Regions from separate parts of the Mus musculus genome. Here region 1 is linked to region 2. Evidence: chromatin contacts called from public HiChIP or PLAC-seq data. All regions are on one chromosome and are shown on one strand. The core of a region is the stretch at or near the end of the contact, and the rest is flanking DNA. Distances in the headings are between cores, read along the strand shown.

What was found. HiChIP or PLAC-seq counts read pairs in DNA pulled down with a chosen protein or histone mark.
Region 1: a contact with region 2 is called in a FOXA1 HiChIP or PLAC-seq map of pancreatic cancer cells. The contact joins two enhancer-like sites. A contact is called at or near these places in 1 of 15 datasets of contacts at CTCF or cohesin (pro-B cells), 4 of 484 Hi-C or Micro-C datasets (cerebellar granule neurons, cerebellum, embryonic fibroblasts and 1 more) and 2 of 115 datasets of contacts at active chromatin or transcription factors (VIP interneurons and pancreatic cancer cells).

Annotation. Positions count from the first base shown.
Region 1 is chr11:43,343,501-43,347,544 of GRCm38.p6, forward strand. No RefSeq gene overlaps it. Among named protein-coding and RNA genes, the nearest start is that of Mir146, 29 kb to the right of the region's middle. Within about 2 kb of position 1,376, at least 46 of the 459 cell types and tissues checked have an H3K27ac peak or open chromatin away from gene starts, as enhancers often do. A contact at or near this core is called in VIP interneurons and pancreatic cancer cells, where this site is marked.
Region 2 is chr11:42,904,269-42,908,523 of GRCm38.p6, forward strand. No RefSeq gene overlaps it. Among named protein-coding and RNA genes, the nearest start is that of Gm34644, 33 kb to the left of the region's middle. Within about 2 kb of position 1,958, at least 17 of the 459 cell types and tissues checked have an H3K27ac peak or open chromatin away from gene starts, as enhancers often do. A contact at or near this core is called in VIP interneurons and pancreatic cancer cells, where this site is marked.

The DNA of each region.
Region 1 (4,044 bases), core at 126-2,625, 440 kb after region 2:
TCCAAGCAAGACACGGTAGTAGTTTCAGAAGGAGTCAGAGTCATAAAAGGGAAAGGTGGGCAGGTTAAAAATATGTCTGAGTCAAGTAATCAACGCAAGGCTAAGCACAGCATTGCAAGCGGGGAAGAGATACGAGATTTCGACAAAGTCTCTGACTTATTTAACTGCATTGTGGTTGCTGTTCAATGAGGTAAGAAACATCAGAAAGCACAGATGGGTGATTGCAGGCTCACTCTCAAAATGCTGATTTCAAGACATCCAAATGGTGAAGTCAGGTATTCCATTTGCAGCTGGTAGGAAACAGACGTGACTTTTGTATTTAAATGTGATGCATGGAAACAGAGGGGAAAGTTGGGCCTGACTAAAGGCACACTCCTTTTAATGGAAGCACTTGTGAAGCAGAGGCAGAAAGATATTGGTCAGGTCAAGGTCAGCCTGGTTTACATACTGAGTTTCCCCAGGCTAGTTAGGTAACACACAGTGAGCTCTTGTCTCGGGTAAGAAAAAGGGGGGAGGAGGAGGAGGAGGAGGAGGAGGAGGAGGAGGAGGAGGAGGAGGAGGAGGAGGAGGAGGAGGAGAGGAGGGGAGAAAAAGGAGGAGGAGAGGGAGGAAGAGGAGGAGGAGGAGTGGAAAGAAGTGCTTGGCTTAGCTAGGGTTATATCGTTAGGAGAGAGAATACAATGTGAGAGGAAACAAGGTCCTGGGACCACATGTAGTGGCCAAGAAGGTGAACCTCTAGAGAAACATGAGGGAAATCCAGGCACAGAAAAATTGCAGAATGGCATCAACCCCAGAGCCTTTTCCAAACATTAATTCCTCCCTTGGTCCTGTTTCTTGAGCATTTGCACACAAGGTTTGAAATAGACCACCAATTTCTGGAAGAAAAAAAAAAAATCTGTTTTCCTTCAGGCCTTGGCTATTTCAGCATGACAGCTTTTGGCCTTGACTAAGCCTGTAGCCCCTGGAGATCCCAAGCTGCCCTCTGTGTTAAGAATCCTCGCAGCCAGAAGGCCATATGCAGCCCCAGACCTTACCATGGGTCACTATAAAGACATAGCCCTGGGCTTCGCAGTCTCTAAGACAACCAGAGACCTGGGTTCCTCTGCCCACCGTGCCTCCATTTCCTATGGTCCTGTAAGGAAGGCAGAGCCATATAGATAATACAAGCCTCAGTGTGCCAGCTACTCTCTGCCCTTGATTCTATGTCCCTGCACTTGGCTGCATGCAGCCAGCTCACCAGACTATTACATCTGCTCCCAGTATTGATGCGACATGCAGCAATTTGCTTTGAAAATCAACGTCTGAGGATTGGAGGGTTTGTCTGAAGTGCAGACCCGGCGCTCTGCTGAAAGGGTACAGCTGACTCACAACGCTTTCGTTTGTTTGGTTTACCCAGTCAGACGCACGCACCCCACCGGCCCTGCCCAGCATGCATGATCTGTGAGTCTCCTCTGGAGTTTGATTTGGGAGGATAATAAGCTACACAAAGGAGCAGATAACCAGAGGGGCTTACTTGCTGTCTGAAGGGTTTATATTTAGCTTGTGACTGGGCAGCTGTCAGGATGTGGCAATCACCCTTGGGAAACATAGTCCTGGGGGAACACAAAGGCGGGGCAGGACTAGGACAGGAAGAGGATATGGAGGGTTTAAACTGTTTAGGGACACAGGAAAGAGGACCAGACCAAATGTACCATATAAGCTATTATCTGGGGACAGTATTTTGGATACTTGAAGCACAGAATACAGACACAGCGAACACAAAATAGTGAACAAGAGGCATTTTCCCCAATGTTCTGTAAATGGCCCGCACAGAGAAATTCGAGGTCCCTTTGTCTTTCCTTCCCAGCTACACTCTATGATGAGCAGCCAGCAGAGCAGGTGGCTCCAAAAGCCTGTGTTCGCATGCAGATCTCATATGAGCTCAGAAGCCATCTCCCCTTGCTAAACAATGGAAATGCTGGAAAAGATAATCTGAAAGACATCAAAATTCTTCCCCAGCAAAGACAAGGAGAGTAACCTGAAGGGCACAGGTGGGGTCAACAGGAACCTGCCCATTATAGATGCCTGGGTCAGTTATCACAGGATGCTCTGCACTTGTTAAAGGTTCAGGGCTGATGCCATCCAAAACAAACAAACAAACAAAAACAGTGGTCAATGTTTTTTATTTAATTTAATTACATTTCTCCCCTCCCTTTCCTACCTCCAAGCCCTCCCCACTCTCCCTCAAATCTATGTCCTCTTTTTCACTAATTGTCATTACATGTATTAGATAGATAGATAGATAGATAGATAGATAGATAGATAGATAGATAGATAGATAGATTGATAGATAGATAGATAGATAGATAGATAGATAGATAGATAGATAGATAGATAGATAGATAGAACGTATTCAGGAATGCAACCTGTTTAGCTAGTCTGATTAATTGTATGTGTGTTTACAGGGCTGGCAGTGTGGCACTTGGCAACCATCTGGTATGCTCTTCCCTGGGGAGGTCCACCCCATCCCACTCTCTGCTTTATTCAGGTGCCTAGAGCTCTTTATGTGGGGCTGAGACTTCATGGGCTTTCCCCTATCCAATCTGTCATGTCCACTGGTGCCATCCTTGTTCAGCTCACACTTGGACAGTCTTAGTGGTGAGACTTCATGAGTACAGCTTCTGATATTACTAGGAGACACAATCTTAGATCAAAGTCCCTGATCCCCTGGCTCTTGCAATCTTTCTGCCCCCTCTTCACAATGCTCTCTCAGCCTTACACGTGGGAGGATTTTGTAGATGTATCCACAGGGACTGGAGTCCACAAACCTGCACTTTGATTGGCTGAGGGTTTTTTGTAGTGGTCTCCATATGTTCCAAACAGCACTTTCCTTGATGTAAAGACTACAGTTACCTGTAGGTATAAGAACAAATGTTTTTCGATTTTTAGGGAGTGTGCTGGTTTAGTAAATTAATGGTTCTAGACTCTTCTCCAGTTAACCAAGACTCTAACCAGCACTGAGTCTTTAGCTAGATTAGGCTAGCTAGTAGTTAGCTGTATTAGACATGAATTCCTTCTTGTTGAGCCTTGGACTTGTCTTAAATCCAACTGGAGACCTGATGGTTACTGCCAAGGCATGTGTGCCACTACTGCCCCCTTAGGGTTACCACGCCATGCTGGTTGTTGATGCGGCTCATTCGTGTTATAGTTAGATGGGACTGTTGCTCGCTTCCCTCCTTCGGAAACTTGCATGGTGCCTTCTGGTTCCGTGAAAGCTAGTGTTCAGGCCGGGCCGCTCAGGTCAGCTCCAGCTCAGAGGCCTCCGGGGCCTGTTTCTGAAATGCATCATGTCTTCAACAATAAGGATTTACTTTGATGGAAGTAATTTTTAAAGAGAGAAATGGTGCTACTCTCTGTTAGTCTTTAGTTACAATGTCCTGCTAAGTGAAATGGCAATGGGGCAGAAAGTGGCCGCTTACCGTCAACCAGGCAGCTGAGAAACGTGAAGAATGGTCACTCAGAGCTAGACAGCAGCAAGCACAGGCAAGGCAAGGACTCATCTCCCTTGTGCCAACCCCTCCCCTCTGCATTCCGGGACAGTGAGCCTGAGACACTGAGGCTGCCAGAGGAGAGAGAGAGAGAGAGAGAGAGAGAGAGAGAGAGAGAGAGAGAGAGAGAAAGTTTTACTTAAGCTTGGGTGTTTTGTTTGTTTGAGTTTTGTTTTGTCTGGTTAGTTGGTTGATTGGTTGGCTGTTTCTCTTGGTTTTTTTGTTTGTTTGTTTCTTTCTTTCTTTCTTTCTTTCTTTCTTTCTTTCTTTCTTTCTTCCTTTCTTTCTTTGAGACATGGCCTTACTCCATAGCACCCTGGCTGTCCTGAAACTCACTATGCAGAATAAGCTGATCTCAAACCCACAGAGATCTGCCTGCCTCTCCCTCCTGAATGCTGGGATTAAAAGCTTTACATAAGTTAGTTTTGTTTTTGCTTTTTTTCGCATCACTTGCTTTTTGTTTTGATCTTTTTAACTTCATGGTGTTTCATGGATGAGACTATAGAAAGAGAGCCAA
Region 2 (4,255 bases), core at 708-3,207:
TCCAAGGCTTTCTTTGAGTGAGAGTAACTCCTACAGATGAACACAGCCTCAAAGGAACAAGGGCCTCAGGTCTTGGTGTTTATGTGGACAGTTTAAGAAGACACCCACCAGTCTTCTCTCCCTGTCTCTTTAGAAGGTAAGCAAGACATACTCTCATCATTTTCCAAGGCTGAATAAGTCAATATGCAATACTCAATGATTTAAATATGCCCATGTCAATCATACCTTAGAAGCCTACATGGTGATAAAATAGAAACCTAGTTTGTTCTTCCCTGATATCTACCACATATTTATGCATCTCTTTGAGTCTTAACCACAATGTAGTTCATTTCCTATAAAGTGAAGATAACAGTATTATCTCTTTCATGTGAGACATTGTAGAGATTTAGTGAGTTAGTGACCATGAACTAGCACAATGTGCTATTCATTCAGAAAGATAGTTCACATTGTGCACATGTGTTCATGCACACACACATAAACACAAATTCTCAACATTCTTGTCTTATCAATTGTCTTAGGAACTTCTAGATACATTTTGGAGATCTAAGAAGTTAAATTTATTTCTATAATAATGCTGTGATATCAATCACCTTTTCCACTCTTCCATTTGCTTGAGTGGAGAAATGGAGTTTACCAAGACTGCATGGCATATGTTAGCATGATATATATTGAGCTTTTCTTTCTATATTAACATGTGAAGAAGTTATTAATACCATTTAAAAATAAATACCATTTAAAATTAAAACATTCTAACTTATTTTTATAACTGCCAATGTGATTACTACTGATTCAAGTCTTTGGGGGCCTACATAAATGTCACAATTGCATAAGGCCCCAAAACAAAAATATTTGAGCACTGACTAGGGTGGACTCACAGCCTTCTAATTCCCTCTTCCTTCCTCTCCATATCACCAAGATTATGAATATCCCTCCCTGACTCTTAAAAGGATGTTCTTAGCTTTGAACATTAAGATCAAGTCAGGATATAATCCTGGCCATGGAGGTGAAAGAGCAAGGAGAAAAACAAAAAAAGAAATCTCCATTAACTTTCCTAAGTTCATAATTGGGGCATATTCCTGAATTCAGAGACAGGTTAACAAAAGAACTAGCAGGTTTAATCATTTCTCCCTGGAAATCAACTCTCAGAATGCAATGGCTTGGAACTCCATCTTAAATAGTATTTCAACATAATGCCATAAAACTCAAGCCAACAACAAGACCAAGAGAAGAATAACAACAGGATTTGCAAAAGATATGAAAACTGAAAAAAACAAACAAACAAGCAAAACACAATAAAAACTGTTCCCAAATTCCACTGGCCCTGCTGGCACCATTTACTAAACCTATGAGTAAGATAATTATTCACGGCTCTGTCCCTAGATTGGAAAGCAGAGGAGATGATACAAAGACCTTTGGTCTGTTTGGATGGGCCTGGTGCTGTTTGTATTTTGATGCTAATTCTGTTCTCCTGGGAGGGGTTGCAGACAAGGAGTGAGTCATGTACTCAGGTGACTTCTTGTAAACCAATCCCCTAATGAATAATGGAACCAATCACTGGGCAAGTAGGAGGGGCTTCCTGGTTGAATGGAGGAAGAGAGGAAGCAGAAGAGAGTTAGGGCTTTTTGGACAGGATAGCATGAGAACAAGATGTAACTACTAGTGTCTCCCAGTCTCAGAATTCACCACCCGAGGATTTAGATTTAATAAGGTTTACAAGATTAGGATTTTAGTTGTTATGCCCAGTGATTGAGTTACCATTGTTTCTGAACTAAGTTTGTGTGGCATTTTCCTTCACGCAGTGGCTCAACTGGGTTCAAGAGAGAAAGGTACAGAGGCAAACTGTGGGTTTGCCTGAGGTGCACCACAAAGACTGTAAGGGATTTGAATCATGGGGTTGGCATGGTAATGACCCGCCAGTGGGAACCTAGTGAGCTGAGTGGAGAGATTGCAGAATCTGAGTCAGAGAGTCTCCAAGAGATAAGAGCAGGCTGGCCAGACCAACAGGGCTGAGAGTAGCAGGGCCTAGCCCAGGAACATGCTGGCTTAAATTTTATCATTTCCCGCAACATTGGTCCCCATGTAATTCTGTCCTGTTACCAAACAGTGTCTGTCTTTAGCTCAGCAATACTCATTTTAAAGTGACACATTCACATTTCCTTCAGGAACCAAGAAAGAAGATAGAGAATATACAATATGCTCTGTCCCTCAAATAGTCAAATGGATGATCCTGGAATATTAAGTAATGCACAAAAAAAAAATAACTGTTCACTGCAGTAAGAACCTGAGACATACATACATACATACATACATACATACATACATACATCATAATCACATACACAAACAAACAAATAAAACAGATTAGCAGGTGGTATCAGATGGATCATGTTCAGCTGCCTAGTAGCTGACTGTTTGTTCCATGGCACAGGCATCGGCAGAACAATGTGGGCTCCGTTGTTCAATATGCTATATAGTGAGGCTGTAATGATCACTACAGAGCTGAACCACTCATGTCGATTTGACAGCCCAACAGAGCAGCAGCAGGGCAGTGCTAAACTTGCAGAATTCAAAGAAGAGCCACTTTTACAAAACCTATAAAGGCCTTCTCTCTTCATCTTTCTGAGCCCTACCTCTGAGGGTTCAAGATGAAAAAAAGGAAATAGTAATAGAGATGCAGCTTGATTCCAGAAAATGCTTCATAAGAAAGAGCATGTAAACCTGCTAAGAAAAAAAATGAAATAACACATAGCTGTTCTGTGCCTGTACAGCATCACTCTGGGCTCCAGAGCTTAGGGTCACATGTGCCTCATAAATCCCAAGAGTGTTCTACACAGTCCTTATGTGTCCTTCCCTGATCTCAGGGGTTGTAACCCAATATCAGTTCAGGAGGGCAAATGGAGCAGAGAGGATGAAAGTGGAGTTTGGAAATCCTGTGTGTACTTATGGTACTGACAACATCAAGACTAGCTGCAGGAAGAGACATCCACTTCACTTGGGGTGATTTAAGGTTTATATAGTTTTGGGGACTAGAGGTCAGAATATCCATCATGGGAAAGGCATTGGCTGAAGATTTAAGATACTGAGATACCTCTTGAGCAGGGAGAGGCATGCCAGGAATCTCAGGAGCTAGCCAAACAGATTTTTATTGGAAGAAAGGAAGTTAAACTTGTAATCTCAATCAAGTCTGCGAAGAAGAGGTCCTGCTGGTAAAGGGAGTCTGCCATTTTGTGCTGAGCCCAGAAGGCTATCAGAACAATGGTAGAATTTGATCTTATTTAGCAGGACAACACCCTTGCTGAAGGGACGGTTCTCCCAGTCCTCAGGAACCCTGAACGCCTGCCTGGTTATAAGTGTTTGTAGCAAAAGAGGATGTTGTCTGAGGGTTTCTATTGCCATAATAAAACATCATGACCAAAAGCAACTTGACAAAAGAAAGGTTTATTTCAGCTTACAAATACTCTATCACTGACAGAAGTCATAACAGAAACTCGAGGTAGAAGGGGGAACTGAAGCAGAGGCCATGGAGGAGTGATGATTACTAGTTTGTTTATGATGGCTTGCTCAGCCTGCTTTCTATACAAGTCAGGACTACATGGCCCTCCCAGATCAGTTACTGATTAAGAAAATAGCCCACAGACTTGCCTACAACCAATCATATTGGAGCATTTTTTTTCCTTCTTAAATGACATTAGCTGTGTCAGGTTGACAAAAACTAACCAGGACAAATGTGTTTCTCTATCTTTCTTTAAGAATTACCCACTCCCTCTAGGCAACTTCATCTAATGGCCAAGATGTGAGGGCTATAAGTCAAATAAGATTCACCCAAACATATCATAAACATTAGATTGTGGAACTCTTGAGAGGGAGTTAGGGAGTAAGTTCTGTCAATCACATGATGGTGTTTTATGTATTTATCTTAAGATTGGGCACAACAAATGTTCCTCAATTAAAATAAAAAAGTTATTCAGAGAGGAAAGGAGCAATGGCTAGGTAGAGGAAGGAAGTGGCATGTGAGAGGTTGGCCCGAAGTTTGAAAAGACTGAGAGGGGAAGAAGGCATTCCAGAAGGCAAAAATGAGATCAGATTGAGAGACAACAAATACAAACCTGTAAAGGAGACTCAGAAGTAGACAAAAATCATGGAGAACAAGGAAACGTGACAGATAAAGAAAGCCCACAGAGATAGCACTGTGTGTCACTGAAGATCAAATATTCAGAGATCTATGAAAAGTAAGAGGAAAGAAGAGTGAGATTTT